Regions from separate parts of the Zea mays genome. Here region 1 is linked to region 2. The links are chromatin contacts, called in public Hi-C maps. All regions are on one chromosome and are shown on one strand. Each heading gives the region's core, a stretch centred on a gene start, on an enhancer-like site or on the middle of the called end of the contact. The rest is flanking DNA. Distances are from core to core; before and after follow the strand shown. Region 1 holds the start of LOC103646324. Region 2 holds the start of LOC103646317 (C2 and GRAM domain-containing protein At5g50170).

Region 1 (5,624 bases), core at 2,606-5,105, 720 kb before region 2:
TGATGTCCATGCCAGTTCCTGTAGTGAGAGACCGAAAAAGAGACTTCTTATTAGATATACGACTACCACTTGCCAAGCTAAGAGTATTATCGACAAATTGCTTCATGCATTCAAATCTCCGTATTTTCCCAGATGTTGTCTTGGATATGGTTCTAGGCTTGATAAGCTTGACAGATGCAATAGTTACACCATGCTCCTCCGCTACACGTGTTCTGATACTGTCTACGATCTCTTCAGAGATTACTTTACCCTCCCTAACCTCAGCGATCACGACAAGCCCAACCTGATCAGAAGAATCAGGGATTGAGATGCCTTTCTGGGTTAAAACATCCTCAGGAACACCAACAACAGCACAACAGCCTGGTCGAAGAACATCAGAAGAACATTCCACTGTCTTCTCTACATCTGCAGAATAAATATTTCTACCAGCAACAATGATAAGATCTTTGATCCTTCCTGTAATAAAAAGTTTACCATCAATGATCCGTCCTAAATCACCAGTCCTTGTAAACTTTATGTTAGGGTAATTCTTGAGCCAATTGCAAAAGGTTCTCTGGCTTGTTTCCTTATTGTTCCAATAACCAACTCCAGAACTAGAACTGCTGATCCATATCTCACCCTCAGCACCATCCTCTTGATGCTCTGTCAAATAGTCCGGATCAACAATTCTGATCACAACATCTGTATCATTTGTATCAACATACCCACAACAAATTCTTCCCTGCCAGTCTATAAAAATGGGCTTGCATTCACCAAAAGCACAGCTAACATAGACACAGTTCTCAGCCAGGCCATATCCAGGAGCAAGTACACCTTCAGAAAAGCCCAAAGGTTGAGTCAACTCTATGAACCTTTTGACAGTTTTTTGCCTTACTGGCTCTGCGGCAATCATGAGAAAGACCATTGAAGAGAGGTCATACATTTTGTTCTTCTCAGTCTCAAGCCGTCTTATAACCAATTCAAATGCAAAGTTTGGCCCTGCACTGTGTGTTCCATGGTAGTCACTTATTGTTTTGAGCCATATAAGGGGGTTTCTGATAAATGTCATTGGTGAAAATAGAATGGAAGTTCCTCCACTTACAAGAGTAGTGAAAAGACCCCCTATTAGACCCATGTCATGGTATTGTGGAAGCCAACTGATAAGGACAGTTTTTGAAGTACTTCTATATCGCTTCTTCATCATCTTCACATTGTGGATTAGTCCACCATGTGTTATCATCACACCCTTGGCATCACCAGTGGAACCTGAAGTGAATTGTAGAAAGCATAACTCACTTGGTTGGGGCTTGGTAATCATAGGCACAACACTTTCTGAGTTGAAGCTGCCTGGACTTCGTCGATAGTTCTTAATCCATGAGTCAGTGTGAATCCATGGGAGGTCAGGCCACTGAGCTGAGCATTTCTGAGCACTCTTCGTTAGAGTGACAATATTCTTGATATAGCCTGCACGTACAGCAGCATGGTATGAAGAGGTGGATAGAATTGCCACAGCATTGCACACCTTAGAAACATTCTCAACTTTCAGAAGCGCTTGCCCACCCCTTTGCATTGGGTCAGGGGGCAAAACTGGTACTGGTATAACTCCTGCTCTGATGCATCCAAAGAATGCATCAACAAACTCCAAACCAGGTAGATGAATAAGGAGAACTCTATCACCAGGCTTGATAATAGGCTTTGTGCTTGTCAATAGCTTATATGCAATGTAAGATACATTATCATGAAGCTCCTGGTAGGTTCTACGATTCATGATCTTCCCTTCTTCATTGATCCAAGTGTAGATAAACTTCTCTGCGGTGACTCTATGAGTTCCCCAGTATTGTAAATATCCATCCAGGGATGGAAGATGGGGGAATTCAACCCCTTCAAGTTCACCAATATCTCTAGGAGGTGAAGGAATTCCTTTGGATAGGGGGAAAAGTCTCTGCATAAACAAGTATTAAGTATTGACAAACATAAGCATAATTCCTTTGGGTAATATAAGTTCAAATAATACTTGAAGTATATCAGGAGTCAGGACAGTATTTCGTGGCTCACCTTAACATAAGGAACCTTTGGTAGCTCACTGGCAATGGCAAAGTGTTTACAAACAGATGAAATGGAGTAAAATGCATTTCTTTCAGTTAGCTCAAACGCTAGCAGGCCTCCAACAAAGTAAGTGTTCTGAAAACCTTGCAGCTGAGACTCCACCTTCTCGTAGAATCCATTTTTCATGTCTGCAATGCAGAGAATCATTATTGTTGGAATGCATAATTGAATTACTTGATAATCAGAGGCAACCCTGCCAACCTATACCTTCACTGCTGACATGAGGGAAATATTTAAATCGTCGCTGTAAAAGCACTCTCTGGACAGTTCCTCCCATAGATGTCACAACATTGGTTACACATTTAGCCACATATGACTCCTTGATGTCCGCTGAATTTCCATAAGACCAGAACAAGAAAATATTTGTGTCAGCAAAGAATCTTTGCATTGCCACTGGATGTCCTACTGTTGTTGGATCCTCCATGTATTCCCCGAAGTAGAAAAAGCCCTTTGGTATGTGCTCAAATCCTTCAATCTTAACAACAGTAGTATAGTAGTCAATTGTCTGTACCTTACTGAATAGCTCTCTTTCAAGATCATTCAGTTCTACCACTTCATTTTCTCCATCTGATAAATAGCATATATATTCAGATGGCTGGAGTACCAGCTTCAATCAAACAAAAGGTGAATTTAAATCATACTTACCAGTCATACTTAAAGAACGATATGTTTTCCCATTTTTGAAAGGAAGAGCCCCTGACAATATAATTTTGTCAAACTCCCTAACTTCTACATCATCATTGTTGTTCTTGATAATTACACTTGCGACACAGTTGTTACGCTTGACTCTGAGAACCTCCGTGCCACAAAGAACTTCAAATGGTAATGACTGACTAAGTTTATCCCACAGACTCATGTAACCATGCTTGAAACGTCGGATCTTGCCAGCCATAGAGGTTCTAGTAAACTCATGTATGAAAGCATAGGGCATGTCTTGAACAAAACCATAGCCAGAAGCAGTGTAACCATATACTACAGATTTTGGCATTGAACTTATTCCATGTTGCATCAAAAAGTCAAGAGTTGGATCTGAGGCCAATCCACTGACTGCATGAATTCCCACTCCTCCAGACCTATTTGCCTCATCCTATAAGAAGTACCAAAGAACATACATGTAAGCAACAGAAAGAAGTGCGAAGTAGACCAAACCATTAGTTATTATTACTGAAAATCGTATTCCTTTTGATCACTTTATAAGTAGTCCAAATTATTCTAGAAAAAACTTGCCTGTAATTTTAGCGTTAGAGAAACCATGGATACATAGTCCTCAGCAACTTCAAGATCTCGAATGTTTCCTGTTTGGCTGTCAATAAGAGCAAGCTTGTGTGTATCCATGTCTTCAAATTCAGAACCTAGTTCCTTTGCCAGATGAGTTATAACAGGGGCACTGTTTGCTGCTATAACTTGTCCTCCCAGATCATATGTCCTTCCTGAATAACAATGTCAATGATAATAAATACACAGATGTCAAAACAATTGAACAAGAGTGCATTAGTCAAGTTCCTCACCCTCGATATCAATGGACTCGCACATCCCTGAAACATTATGACATCTCTCAAACACGGTTACATTGTGATACCCTAGCTTAGCTAGTGCATATGCTGCTGATAAGCCGCTTGGCCCTGCTCCAACTATGCCAATTCTGGTGTCTACTGGAAAACTTGGATGCAACTTGCTGAATTTATCATCTATTGATTTTCCTGGATCCATATTTGATCTATTGCCGATCTGGATAATCACCTGCTGAATTTATATGAAGAAAAAGCTCTGTTAGCACCTTTGGACATTCATTTTTGTGGCATCCACAAGTGAACCAAGGAAATTTGGAGAACCTAACTTGCCATGCTCTTAACTAATTATTTTTTTTCCAAACTACAACTTAAGGATATGTCAGCTACTATCGTAATTAACATATCAAGTAGCCACTAGGAGGTTGTAGTTTTGCTTCCTCATATGAAATGATACTAATTAGAAAATAGAAATGTTAATGATTAGAGCATTAGCCTGTTGGCTAACATGTAATTACTAGATATTTTTTTGCGAAGTGGTTGTGGTGTCACTTTAATATGACATGATGAATAGCAAGATGAGAAACCTATTTGGCCATATACTGCATGCAGACCATGAAGCCAAAGTAACAGGCAGATATATCATATAGGTCAGCAAATTGTACTATAAAAAATAACATCAAGCTCCATAATGTACTAGCTCATATCAATGTGGCGCAATTAGTCTAGGGCTTTTCAAGGTGGCTCGGCATTGTAGAAGAAGACATAAAATGGAATTGAACTCGGCGTACTTATTTGACACGTGTAGCCATACCAAATATGAACCTAACCATGGTGTTGTTCTGACTAAATATTCCACGCTCATCTCTATTCAGACACCTCCATCAAGAAATAGCTTTACTCAGATTCGATTCAACGATATTTTACTAGCCAAACAGACCGCCAGGGAGGAATAACAGGAAAGAACTGAACAAGGTGTCACAAATGCCATGTACTGTTGTACAGCATTTGCATATCACATTACTATGGGATCGAATATTTGCAACGACGAGCCAAGTACAGTCTCGATCCCAGATGATAAAAATATTGTAAAAATTAAATAAACCCAGAATAAGTCTTAAAAATGAGATGAAATACTTACTGGGCAAAATTAAGAATACTCCTAGAAGCCATGTGATAAAAGGCACCTGCGATCGCATCCCCAGGTGCCAGAGCAAAAGCGAGCAAGCATCCAGACAGGCTCACGGAGGAAGCACAATGCTATATTGCTAAAGCAAATATAGCAAAGAGGATGGAGCAGGGTCGTGTGTCTCGTCCAGAGCGGAAGAGCGGGGACTGAGCCGTACCTCTCCTCCGGGCTCCAGGCGGCGGGTGCACCCAGCACCCCGGGTGGCGAGGAAGCGCGGGCGGTTGGCGCCAAATGGCAAGACCCGGTTAGGGAAAGGGAGTCGTCCGGGTCCAAGTTGTCCCTCCGGGTGGTGGCATGGCGGGGTGACCTCAGGGCGGAGTATTTAAGCACGCCCAGATTCTCCCGCGGCGCCAAGGGCGTCGCGACAAGGGGACGCGGGTCGCGCCGTGACCCGGAGGCGATAGCGACCTCGCGGTCGCGGAGTTACGGCCAAGGGGACGGGCGGGCATATTCGTGGTGAAGCCCTCGCCCCCCACGGAAGTTACCGGGCGGTGCAAGGTTGTGGCCTCCGCCGGGAAGGTGGTTGTTTTCTCAGCAACGGGTGGGTAAATGACAGTGGGTGAGAGTGAGAGGGTTTGGGTGGCGCACTGTACTAGCGCACGGGGGCGTTCCGCTTCGCCCTCGCGCAGGCGCAGCCCGTGAGGGGCGCCTGCCACCGCGGTCAACGCCCGCGCCAGATCGCTCACCTCCTCGTCCGCTCCCCCGTCCGGCGCACTTGATCTCGCCGGCGAATCAGCGATTGCCCCATCCGCGGCCGCTCATCGTTCGGGGCGAGCAGGTCGGCACTGTCCCTGTCCGTGCTCTCCCTCTCCATATGCGGGTGTTGAACAGCACTTCCTCCT
Region 2 (5,331 bases), core at 884-3,383:
GTGTTCCCACCCTTCCCCCCTGCAGTCCCACCAGCGGTAGCTCCTGTAGCACCACCTGCTGCACCAGCAACCAATGTTGTCTCCAACACCTCAAAGAAGCGAAAGAAAAGAAAGGGGAATAATTGATCTTCTGATGCTGATGAAATGATGAGTAAGCTGCGTTTTGCATATTGCTCCAATTGTATTTCGTTAAGATTAATGTTTCCTGAAATTTGTTGTTTTTACACTTAGATGTTTTCCAGATCTAAAACAAGATCAGATCGGCGAAGTAGAAAATGAGTTTGATCTCACACTACGCATCAGGCCTCGACATGAGAGTGAGCTATCGATTTATCTCTTCTGCGCGGGTTGGTCTTTCGAGAAAAATCTCTTCTGCGCGGGTTGGTCTTTCGAGAAAAATCTCTTCTGCTGGCTGTGCTACTGCTACCTATGAGACTACCTACTGCAGTCTGCATATTCCTGGGGTGTTGGCTTCACTGCTTCAGCTAGATGCTCTGCTGTGGCTGACGCAGTTCAGTCTAAGGAGAGATGCATTTTGGGCTCAGCACACTGATCTTGATTACTGTAGATTACTAGATTAGATTGCCTGTAGTGTACATTATCGTCCTCAGTGCCGGAAGTAATCTAACATGTAGTCCAGCTTATGAATGTAAAGATCTGTTTCTGATTATGGATTGCATTTATGGGGAAGGATCTGGATCTTATTAAGAAATTCTGATTTACAAGCATTTGCCGTCATTTGAGTTTATTGGACTATACTCTTTCCATTTGGCAATGTTTGTCTATCGTCTTGGGACTTGAGAGGATGTCTCTCAATACCCTATGTCCAATGAAGATATTATTAGAGGAGTACTTAGCCTATCTCTAGCAGATTTTATATTATATAAACAGCGCAGTTTACAGCTCTGCTGAGCGCGGTCTTATTGGGCGTGTTTGTGACCCAGATTTTATATTATATAAACAGCGCAGTTTACAGCTCTGCTGAGCGCGGTCTTATTGGGCGTGTTTGTGACCCTGTCCTTGGCCAGCTCGGCCCGTTCAACTGGTCCAGGCTGAGGCTAGCCACTCCCGGCTACTGCAACTCACTTTGTTTGCGCACTTGTACCATATGAGTCTGACTCAGATGAGCTGATGTTTGTCACCCAATATGCAGCCAGGCTAGAAGACCAAAACTACCTAAACGCGGAATCTTTGCGCCACGAGCAGCCAGGCTCCCAGGAAACGGACCTTGAGCTCGTTTCTGTGGAGCCAGGCTGAGAGACTCAATTTGCACGTGCATAGTCTGGCTCCCGAACAATCCAGACGACGCAAACACAGAAACTGCAGCCTGGGAGTGCAGCCAGGCTACTGGGTCATGGCGGCAAACACGTCCATTGTAAATATTTTGACTCCGCATACAAAGTAAATGCTTTGAAATTATTGCCATGTAGCTACGATCGAGTAATGTTTGTTTTAGAGCGCCGGTGAAGATGGGCAAACCGCTGCTTGGCGCTCCTCGAAGAAGCCTTAGAAAAATTGCTGTTGGCAAGCCATGCGTTCATGGTGGTTTTGTCTTGCCTTTATCCGCTTCTACTTCTGGAGAGACGAGACCGGCGCATGTGCTACACGAGTGACACCACGACGAGCAGGCACGGACGGTCATCTGACATCTGGAAGGCCCGAAGAATTCAAAGCCGCGCCGCGAACGCAACGCCTTCGCATCGCTCGCGGCTCGCCGTGACAACTGTGGGGGTGTTGGGTTTAGTCTAGGAACTAATTTTTAGTTATTTTATTTTATTTTATTTTAATCTTTAAAATGTTAAATATAGAAACTAAAATATAGTTTTAATTTTTATATTTAATAATTTAAGGACTAAAATGAATAGAATAGAGAAAATAAAAATTATTCAAAAAACCAAACACTTCCAAAGAGCTTCGGAGCTTTCAGCTTTCTTTCCCCCACTTTCTCAGTCAGTCAGTCAAGACTCAAGACGTTAACGCCGAGCCCAAACCGGAAACCGCGCCGCCTCATCGTCCCAGCGCCGCGTGTCGCGCTGCTCATTCCGCCGCGTGCCCGCGCCATCGGCACACGTCAGGCAGGGCCCCAGCCCCCACCTCCAAACTACTAGTACAAGTCTACAACCACGCTTCCCAGCCCGCCCGCCAAGGTCCCTACTACTTAAATAGTTAAATTCCGAGCCAAGGTCCCTCCTCATAGCTAGCTACCGCGATCGACCGCCATGCGGCTCTACGTGTACGTGCTCGAGGCGCGCGGGCTACCGGCGCCGCGTCAGCGCCGCGGCGGCGTCGTGCTGTTCTACGCGAAGGTGACGGTGGGGAAGCAGCGGTTCCGGACGCGGGCGGTGGAGGCGTCGGATCTGGGCGGCGCGGCAGTGGCGGCGGCGTGGAACGAGGAGTTCGTGTTCGCGGTGGGGTCGGACGGAGCTGCTGGGGGCGAGGAGCTCGAGGTCGCCGTGGCGCGGCGGGGAGCGAGAGGGAGGGAGGTGGTGGGCACGGTCAGGCTGCCCGTGCCGGCCGCCACCGCTGCTGCTGGTGCCCCGGGGGAGAGGCGGTCCGTGCCGCCGACGTGGTTCACGCTGCAGCTGCAGCGACGGCGGAAGGGCGTTGTCGGCGTCGACGGTGGCGACGAAGCCGCGGCGGATTGCGGTGCGTGCACAAGTTTGCTTTCGCGAGCATGATACATACGCTTGACGTTTCTGCCGTGCTGTGCTTATGCGTCTTTGCCAGTTCCTGCCGCTTGCCGCTTTTCAGGCGTCTAAACTTCAGTAACCGTTTGTCATTGGCAAGTACTCTGATAGTCGGATTGCGGAGTACGGACTACGAAGTCGGTCGCATACGTGATACGTCTGATAATTATTAGTTACCGTGATGCTTAGTACGGAACGTCAGGTTCTAATCTGATAGAACGCTGATCCTAGTGTTGTGGCTAGGGGTGGCAATGGATCGTGATCCAAATGCTTCTTCACAAAATTACAGGACCCTATATAAATTTAGTTTAAAAAATAAATAGAAATATAGTCCGATTCTAATCCGATCCAATTCTTAAATCTTATAGTCTAAAATTTAGAGCTCATTGTCACTAAATTAAATTAGTGTCTCTTGGTCGGCCTCTCCCCTGGCCAAATGTACAAATAAAATCTGGACTATTCGTCCAACGTTAAATTGGCCTATTTTATGGAAAAAAAAACCTCTTTTCTATATATTTATAGAAAAACTCCCCGCCCGTCTAGTCGACAGTCGTTAAATGTTGGATGAAAGGTTCAGATTTAATATGTTCAAAGCATGCACATAAATCTAGGATTGACCACTTTTTACTTGGGATAGAAATGCTAGTGACGGGTGATGGTACGCTTTAGGCAATTCAATCAACGGCAATGAGTTTGAATATGAATATGCCGGTATCACTTTCTGTTACGGTTGGACTTAAACAAATATGATTTAATATTATCAGTTATTTACAAATATGAAATAAACAGCACCCTAGTTCCATTAGAAGATTAGTATGTACCTGAACCGTATATATGATCCAGTTTTGTAGGTCTCATCCAATTCAAGACGTCTTCAGGTTTCAGATGTTCAGTATATGCTATTGTATTTCTTTCTTCAGTAAAGGATTGCTTATTATTCATGGTTACACTGGGCATACTTTCCAGCGTCATAGATTGTATGATGATTGCACTTTCCATTACTTCACACGAATGGTCTATCCGTAACGATCTTATTCTTATCGCTTTCAAACAGGGAAAATTCTCCTCAGCTTTTCACTCTACGGAGAAAACAACGTCAACTCTGTCGTCCACACCGATGCCGAAGTGGAGAGATCACTTGACATGGAACATTCAAGTTGTAACAATGGTGGGGTGGTTGATTCTCCCAGGAGCCATGACACAGATAACTCTGAGCATTTCACACAAGAAGATTGCAATTCAATTACTGAAGTTGATGACCTAGCGGAGACTAGCACTACGGCAACAGCAAACGGTGCGAGTGACACCGAACGTATGGTCCCAGATGCTGCTGCTAGCTTCTTCGAAGAAGCTATGGAGATCATGAAATCTAGAAGAAGCACACCAGAATTGCCACAAGATCTCGACGGCGGCATCATATTTGAGCACGCTTATCTTGTGGGGTCGAAAGAGCTGAACCATCTTCTGTTCAGACCTGACTCTCAGTTCTTCAAAGACGTGCGCGAGCTTCAAGGTACCATGGACTACGAGGAGCAGCCGTGGACATGGAAGAGCGCGGATCCTCCTAGCTTAACTAGGACATGCCGATACACCACAGGCGCATCTAATAAGTTTATGAAAGCCGTCAAGACCAGTGAGGAGCAGACGTACCTTAGAGCAGACGGCAAGAGTTTTGTGGTCACGGCTCGTGTCCGTACTCCCGAAGTGCCCTTCGGGAACTGTTTCGCAGTCGTCCTGCTCTACAAGATAGTCCACAGGACCGGCGAAGAAGGCGCGCATCTGACTGTATCATACAACGTAGACTTCCTTCAGAGCACCATGATGAGAAGCGTGATCGAGGGGAGTGTTCGAGACGGGCTGAGAGAAAATTTCCAGGGTTTCGCTCAAGTATTGTCTAGGCATGTTGTTGAAGTGGCCGGTTCTGTCGGGATGAGCAAAGAGCAGTTGCTGGCGCCATTGCAGGTAGAACACCGCCAGTCAGATATCAGGCTCGCTTACAGGTACTTTTGCAATTTCACTGCCGTTTCGACGGTGCTGTTTGCACTGTATGTTCTTGTGCACATCTTTCTGTCAGGACCAGCAGGCCTTGAGTTCAGTGGTCTAGATCTACCTGACTCATTCGGAGAGCTGATCACAGCTGGCGTACTAGTCCTCCAATTGCAGCGCTTACTGAATATGGTGACCCATTTTGTAGAGGCAAGGTTACAGAGAGGTATGATCTTCTCTTCAATTGTTTGTTTTGTTTTCAATTCCTCGTAATACTACTACACACATGCTTCGATAACTCTGTGATGCCAATGCCTTTTATGACAGGAAGTGATCATGGGGTTAAAGCAAATGGTGACGGTTGGCTGTTAACTGTTGCCCTGCTAGAGGCCACAAGCTTGCCACCTGGATCGGTTGACCCTTATGTTGTGCTCAGCTGTAATGGCATAACAAGAACAAGTTCTGTCCAGCTTCAGACTCTGGAACCTCAATGGAACGGTCAGTAGATGTAGATTTCATTTAACCTGCTAGCTAGCAGGTTGCTGCAGACTCTTAGTCTGATTTAACAAAAACTGAAAGAACATTGCAGAGATAATGGAGTTTGGCGCCATGGAAGAAGCACCTGCCGTGCTGGACGTTGAAGTTTTCAATTTCGTTG

Evidence for each region. Hi-C and Micro-C count contacts between places; a contact is called where the count stands out from the background.
Region 1: a Hi-C map of endosperm shows a contact between it and region 2, with 2.4 times the contacts expected there. The contact joins the promoter of LOC103646324 here to the promoter of LOC103646317 in region 2. A contact is called at or near these places in 3 of 25 Hi-C or Micro-C datasets (ear, endosperm and tassel).

The regions. Positions count from the first base shown.
Region 1 is chr2:40,120,463-40,126,086 of Zm-B73-REFERENCE-NAM-5.0, reverse strand. It overlaps LOC103646324, which reads right to left and starts at 3,855. Exons shown (of 7, transcript XM_020548271.2): 1 at 3,594-3,855; 2 at 3,313-3,515; 3 at 2,731-3,172; 4 at 2,293-2,652; 5 at 2,035-2,213; 6 at 1-1,921. The coding sequence starts at 3,795.
Region 2 is chr2:39,400,968-39,406,298 of Zm-B73-REFERENCE-NAM-5.0, reverse strand. It overlaps LOC103646317 (C2 and GRAM domain-containing protein At5g50170), which reads left to right and starts at 2,133. Exons shown (of 7, transcript XM_008671046.4): 1 at 2,133-2,646; 2 at 3,742-4,899; 3 at 5,001-5,171; 4 at 5,263-5,331. The coding sequence starts at 2,220. It overlaps LOC103646318 (protein FAR1-RELATED SEQUENCE 6), which reads left to right. Exons shown (of 3, transcript XM_008671049.3): 2 at 1-151; 3 at 243-748. The coding sequence ends at 126.